2 separate regions of the Rattus norvegicus genome follow, and region 1 is linked to region 2. The links are chromatin contacts, called in public Hi-C maps. All regions are on one chromosome and are shown on one strand. The core of a region is the stretch at or near the end of the contact, and the rest is flanking DNA. Distances in the headings are between cores, read along the strand shown.

Region 1 (3,422 bases), core at 341-2,840, 62 kb before region 2:
CACAGCCCCCAGGTGCTGGGCTGCTCAAGGTTCCCTGGAGGACTCTTCTGAGTTGGGGAAGCGACCCCTGTATCTAGGGCTGAGCCCACAACATGAAGGATAATGGGAATGGCAGCCTAGTGTGACTGACCTGCTTTCCTCCCCAGCAGCCTCAACACAGCAGACACCCTGCTCTGCTCTGCTCTCTGCTCTGCTCTCTGCTCTCTGCTCTGCTCTCTGCTCTGCTCTCTGCTCTCTGCTCTCTGCTCTCTGCTCTGCTCTCTGCTCTGCTCTCTGCTCTGCTCTCTGCTCTCTGCTCTGCTCTCTGCTCTGCTCTCTGCTCTGCTCTCTGCTCTGCTCTGCTCTCTGTTCTGTTCTGCTCTGCTCTCTGCTCTGCTCTGCTCTCTGCTCTGCTCTGCTCTCTGCTCTCTCCTCTCCTCTGCTCTCCTCTGCTCTCCTCTGCTCTGCTCTCTGCTCTGCTCTCTGCTCTGCTCTGCTCTCTGCTCTGCTCTCTGCTCTCTCCTCTCCTCTGCTCTCCTCTGCTCTCCTCTGCTCTGCTCTCTGCTCTGCTCTGCTCTCTCCTCTCCTCTGCTCTGATCTCTGCTCTGCTCTGCTCTGCTCTCTGCTCTGCTCTGCTCTCTGCTCTGCTCTGCTCTCCTCTGCTCTGCTCTGCTCTCTGCTCTCTCCTCTCCTCTGCTCTGCTCTCCTCTGCTCTGCTCTCTGCTCTGCTCTCTGCTCTGCGCTCTGCTCTGCTCTGCTCTCTGCTCTGCTCTCTGCTCTGCTCTGCTCTCTGTTCTGTTCTGCTCTGCTCTGCTCTCTGCTCTGCTCTGCTCTCTGCTCTGCTCTCTGCTCTCTCCTCTCCTCTGCTCTCCTCTGCTCTCCTCTCTGCTCTCTGCTCTGCTCTGCTCTGCTCTCTGCTCTGCTCTGCTCTCTGCTCTCTCCTCTCCTCTGCTCTGCTCTCTGCTCTCTGCTCTGCTCTCTGCTCTCTGCTCTGCTCTCTGCTCTGCTCTGCTCTCCTCTGCTCTCTGCTCTGCTCTCTGCTCTCCTCTCCTCTGCTCTGCTCTCTGCTCTGCTCTCTGCTCTGCTCTGCTCTGCTCTCTGCTCTGCTCTGCTCTGCTCTCTGCTCTGCTCTGCTCTCTGCTCTGCTCTCTGCTCTGCTCTCTGCTCTGCTCTCCTCTGCTCTCCTCTGCTCTCTGCTCTGCTCTGGTGGCTGCTCCTGTCTGGACATGCCACGGGCCACTCAAGTATCTTTTTTTTTTTTAATTTGAGACAGGGTTTCTCTGTGTAGCCCTGGCACTCCTAGAACTTGGTCTGTAGAACAAGCTGGCCTCCTGGGATTAAGGGTGTGACCTACACTGCCTGGCTCACTAAAATACTGTACAGCCCCAACCAAGCATGAAAGCCTACCAGAAAAGGACCATGAGGAGACGCTGCTCAGAACACTGTGCTAGAGAGTCAGGTGGGGCTCTCGGAGGGGAGGAGGCTCCACAAGAAGCAAGGGGACAGGGAGCTAGCAGCCCAGCAGCCCAGCAGCCCAGCAGTGAGGCTCCTGGGCACCTCGGTGTGGTCAAGGGCAATTACTTCCTGATCCCCAAACACTGCCTGCTAGCTGGAAGTCATACAAGAAACAGCTGTCAACAGTCAAACACTATGTATCGATCCCTGGCACAGGCCCTGCTCTACAATAAACACCGGAGTGAAGGTTTGACTGTGAGGATCCCTTTTGCATGTAGAGATATCAGGCCCTTTGAGCCACCTCTTCCTGTTAAGGGCCGGCCCACCAGTCCCTGCACAGTTGTCCCTGACAGGGACAGAAATCTCAGAACATTGAGCAGTTTCGTGGTCCCTGAACTAGGTGCTGAGCAGACAGGGAACAGGCTGAAGGTTAAGGGATGCAATAACCAGACCCTCTGTGGTTGCACAAGGCTCCAGACACTCTACCTCGTCCTCCTCCCTCCAGGCCTAGAAAGACATCACCACCTGCCTTGTTGGATCCCCATTGCTGGGACCAGACAGGAGCCTGTGCATGGGAAGGAACACTGTCTGCTCCCCTTTTCCTGAACTCCCAGGCCACCCATTCAGCTTTGTGCCTGGCCCTTGGCTCACCCTGGTCGATGGAGTGCTGTGGCAGCTGGCTGAGCTGGCTGTTGACGACCCCTGCATAGGTGCGCAGGAATTCCTCCTCGCTGGCAGTCAGCTGCAGGGTGAAAGCGCTGAGATGAGAGAGGAGCGTGGACCCCGCACTTGCTGCCCCTGCACCTCCCCTCTTGCTCCTTGCCCTCTATGCCTGGCATCTGTCCCAGCAGTCACATCCTGCTCCCGTCCTGGTCCCCGACATTCACATGCCTGCCACTCTGGATCTAGATCAGTGTCTACTCTGGGGTGGGGTAGATATGAAAGCCCAGTCCCCGGCCACACACCAATGGCCATCAGCAGTCTCGGGTTTCTCCATTTCTTTTTCAAAAGATGCCCTGTGCTTGCTCTACTGCTCTCTCCAGTGGTCGCCCTGCCCAGCTGCCCCGTATCTGCCCCAGGAGAGAAGCCTCTCTGAGGTCACTGAGGATCAGAAAGGAGGGGTAAAGTCCTCACCGTCCCTGCCCAAAATAAAAATGGAGTGGAAAGATAACCTCAGCAATGCTCCCTAAAGTGAGCGTGTGGGCTCTGCGTTGGGGATTCCTGAACTGGCAGCAGAGAGATTAATCCACAGGCCCACAGCCCTCCCCAGGAAGTAACTGCAGCTGTACCTTCCCTCCTTCAGGGCAGCAGGCCCTGCTCCTGGACAGCCCCCAGGCACTCACATTTGACCCCATCTTCCTCAGCATGAGCAGCACGCGGACCTTCTGCTGAATGTACATCTCCTCCGGACTCTTCCCGGGTGCTCCCTCACGGTTCATCCCCGTGGCCCAGTTCTGGGGACCCCTGTAAGGAGACGGGGAACATTATGGGGAGACTATCAGGATGAGATATACTCTAATACCAACCCTTGTAAGTGATGCAGCCCTTTCTCAAACAGACCCTCCCCAGTAGGGACCTCATTTCTGAAAGCACAGGAGAGGTTGTAGGGGAGGTGGTGGGCCCTCCATGCCTTCTGACCTGAGGCCCAGGTAGTACAGCTGAGGAGCTCTTATTCCAGAGCAGAGGCTGCGGGGAACAGCCAAGGTTTCTATTCAGAGCCACAGGACGAATGAGAAACGAAGCCCCAAGAGTTCTAGGTTTTCAATGCAAGGAGCAAGCACAAGTAAAGGGACTTGATCAGAGGTGGCTCTCTGGGGCCCTGGGCTTAAGAAACCCAGAGATCAGTAACAATACCCTGTGCAAAGCCCCTACTGAACTCAAGTGGCCAGCTCCTGGGCAAGGCACCAAGGAGTCCCTCTAGAGGGTCTTCCCAGGGCACTGGAAGGGCTGCCATAGCCACCCTCTCACACCCACCCCACCTGTTTGAG
Region 2 (3,580 bases), core at 1,018-3,517:
TGTTAGGTACCCGCTCATCCACAAAGCCAAGCCTCGCCCCCCAACCCCCAGCCCAATCATACTATTGTTAGCAATTAGCAGGGAGTTCATGCTAGGCAAAGCCGTTTAAAATACTAAAGACAAAGTAAGCGTTGTTATTTCCAGGACTTAAGTATTTTAAGTCTTCTACATCTGAGGCTTTATGACTACAAAGCTTGACAAGTTTGCTTCTACAGACAGACAAAGTGCTGTAAAATATGACAGAGGAGACCAAAGTCACACGCCAGCTTGCATCCATGGAGCTTGACATCGCTTCTTACAAACAGGAGTTTACAGAGTAAGAACATATAGTTATAACTTACCTGCATTCCTCCAGATCTTGTAGCTGCTGCATCAGTCTATCTAACTGCTCTTCTAAATTCTGCTTTAGTTTGCTTGTCTCCGTCTTTCCTCTGGAAGCCATTTTAATCACTGTAAGAACAGTAAGCTACATGACTACATTGTATTTGGTTACATGAGTACATTTGCATTGGGAAGAGTCGACATATCAGTGGAATTCAACTTTAAGAAAATCTAAAATGCTGGGTGTTGGTGGTGCATGCCTTTAATCCCAGCATTCAGGAGTCAGAGACAGTCGAATCTCTGAGTTCAATACCAGTGTGGTCTATAAAGAGAGTTCTAGAGCACCCAGGGCAGAGAAACCCTGTCTTGAAAAACCAAAAAAGTAAAAAGTAAATTATAAAAATATAAAATGAAGAGCTGGAGAGATGGCTCAGTGGTTAAGAGCACTGACTGCTCTTCCAGAGGTCCTGAGTTCAATTCCCAGCGACCACATGGTGGCTCACAACCATCTGTAATGCAATCCAAAACCTCTTCTGGTGTGTCTGAAGACAGCTTACAGTGACTCATATACATAAAATAAATAAAAAATTTTTAAAAAAGTAACTTTCAAAAAAATATAAAATGAAAATAATATATTACATCTAGGATTTCTAGCATTACAGGTATGTGCCAACATGCCCAGACTTTTTTTTTTTTTCCCCAGAACAGGGGATTGAATCCAGAACCTCATTCCTAAGCAAGCACTCTACCATTAAGATAAATCCCCTGCACAGGGAGTTATTACTGTTTAACAGAAAATCTACCTATCTCTTCTTGGGGGGAAAGGGAAGGACCAGAGTACTACATAAGCACTATTACCAGGACACACTCCCAAGCCGCAAAGTCTCAAAAAGCAAAGTTATTCTGAATAAATTAAGGAAATATGGAGACTTGTTAACAAAACCAAGACAAACCCTTTAACCACACACTACAGATTTAGGCCAGAAAGATTTAACTCACTGGCACCACCTAGTACTGAACAGAAGTGATGCATTTCCTTTGAGACTGCTGAAAAGGGCCAGTTGTCATCTGGAGTGGTAAATATTTATTCACGCTCACCGGGCTTCTAGTATTCTGTACTGTGTACGGAGCTGATGGGTCTCAAATTGTACAAATCGCCAACTGTTGGAGCTCTGGGTGTCATCAATTTGAGGAAAGCGAAGCTGTTATAGAGTTTACAGGAGGCTCAAACTTCAAACCTCCTAGGGGTGGAGTTGGCTAGAACAAGGTAAACTGTTACCGTTTTATTTGCTATGTCTGAACTTGGCCTACTGAGTCCAGAAAACTTCCCTTTAAGCAGACTGTAATTAAAATACATTCTCCATTCCTAGGAAGGTGCAGGAGAGGCCACAGAATCCCTGGACTGTGCCTCCTGTAGCTTTTGCTGAGGTTTCCTCTGGGTGAGGCCAAAGCACACTGCACTCAGGGCACGGCTTGAGGAAAACTGTCACAGAAGCACGAACAGGCAAGGGCAGAAAGCACACCTTCTCGGGGACGGAAGGGAGCAGCGCTCGGCCCAGGACCACCGGAACAAAAATAAACTGCCACGCTCGGGCGCCAGTCTCCTCCTCGCGGACGAACTCCAAGCTCCGGTCTGCAGGTCCCGCCAAGGCCGGGCTCCAGCAGGCCCAGTGGTCACCTGAGGTGGCGGGGAGTCCTACGCCTGCGAAACGCTTCTCGGTCCTCCCTGATGAGAAACAGGACAACCTCCTTCTGCTATGGCGTCCCCGCCGGCCGCCGGCTAACAGATCCCAGAATTTGGAACCAGGAGCCCCGCCTACCTGACGCCCTGGCCGGGCGGACCACATGGAGCGAGCACTTCCGCTGGACTCGCGCACTTCCGGCTTCGTGGGACCAATGAGAGCGCCGCTTCGGTGTTCCCTGCGCTGGCGTCCGGGCCGAGGTTGTCTCCTGGAGGACTAGGGCCGTTTGGCCTTCACGGCCTGGTAAGCACCCAACCCAAGGACCTAGGAGACGCACCTTTGGGACCGTTAGCCCGACGCCCCGTATTTTGTCAAGCAAGGGAGAATGCACAATGGCTGGACCTATAGAGACCTTCGTAACGGTCCCCGGGGCCAGGTCTTCATAGTCAACTCTTGCCCTTTAGTTCTTGGAACCAAAAAGTTGGTAAAATTTCCAGTGACTTTGATGCAGGTCAGTTCACCCTTTGGAGTGGCATGGGGTTTTCCTGTCTAGAGGCTTCTGGAGAGCAGGCGCCCATGAACTTAAAGGGAAGTGAGAGGCAATGTGGGAAAGCCGGCATTGAGACAGACTTTACCTCTTAATCATTTCCAAATTTGGGAAAGAGCATGCGCACACAGCCTTTGAGAACTAGGAAAGTAGCTGCTGAGTGGACTGTACTGAGTTGCCAGGGAACTGAGTGGAGATAGGGCTATGCCAGCTCTTTGGAACCCAGATCGTGAGTCCCAAATATCGGATATTGAATTACACTGTTGGATTCTGGGTTTGCTTTGTTGGGATCATTCCTATTCTCTGGTTTTTCCCATTTGGGATTAGAAAGTCTGAAACTTATTTTGTATTTTACAGGAGCTCATGACTAAAAGACTTGGACTTTGAGACTCAGAACTTTTAAAAGTTGAAATTTTTAAAGACTGAGAATTTGAAAGTTGGCTTATGCTTGATATTACAATGTTAACAGGAGACTTTGGAGACAAGGGATTGAAAGGTTATAGCTTATCGAGATGCCTTTGTGAGGTTAAAGATGGGGTGGGGGTGGGGATGGGGCTAAGAGTTCATAGATTACTTTTAACTGCTAACTGTCATAGCCTAGAGTCATCTGAAAGGAAAACCTTGATTGAAGAATTGTCCAGATCTGTGGCCATGTCTGTGTAAGGCTGTCCTGTAAATTGTTAGAGGAGGGCCCAGCCCACTGGGCGACACTATTCCTGGCAGGTGGTCCTGGGCTGTATTAGTTTGCTGGGTACTGGGCATTGGCACTATAGAGGCAGAGGCAGGATGATATCTGTGAGTTCAGGGCCAGACTGGTCTACAGAGTGAGTTCAAGCCAGGAGGCAGCATTCCTCAGTACTGTCTGCTTCATGTTTCTCCTAGAGCTGGTGCCCCAATTCCGTCAGTGATGGATTGACCTGGAAGTAAAGGGCAAAAGAACTTTTCCTCCCCAATTGCTTTTGGTCAGAGTGTTGTGTCACAGCAGCCGAGGGAGGCTCAGACTCACTTAGGTCAACTTATGTGTTCTACA

Evidence for each region. Hi-C and Micro-C count contacts between places; a contact is called where the count stands out from the background.
Region 1: a contact with region 2 is called in a Hi-C map of liver, with 2.9 times the contacts expected there. The contact joins the enhancer-like site here to the promoter of Nmnat1 in region 2. A contact is called at or near these places in 8 of 12 Hi-C or Micro-C datasets (the A7r5 cell line, the Rat2 cell line, frontal cortex and 4 more).

The regions. Positions count from the first base shown.
Region 1 is chr5:165,271,704-165,275,125 of GRCr8, reverse strand. Ctnnbip1 (catenin, beta-interacting protein 1) reads right to left here. Exons shown (of 5, transcript NM_001173388.1): 3 at 2,778-2,898; 4 at 2,086-2,176. The coding sequence starts at 2,873. Among named protein-coding and RNA genes, the nearest start is that of Ctnnbip1, 28 kb to the right of the region's middle. Within about 2 kb of position 1,590, at least 3 of the 93 cell types and tissues checked have an H3K27ac peak or open chromatin away from gene starts, as enhancers often do. A contact at or near this core is called in liver, where this site is marked.
Region 2 is chr5:165,209,900-165,213,479 of GRCr8, reverse strand. It overlaps Nmnat1 (nicotinamide nucleotide adenylyltransferase 1), which reads left to right and starts at 2,267. Exons shown (of 5, transcript NM_001037556.2): 1 at 2,267-2,306. It overlaps Lzic (leucine zipper and CTNNBIP1 domain containing), which reads right to left and starts at 2,121. Exons shown (of 7, transcript NM_001013241.2): 1 at 1,845-2,121; 2 at 342-450. The coding sequence starts at 442. It also overlaps the pseudogene LOC134479087.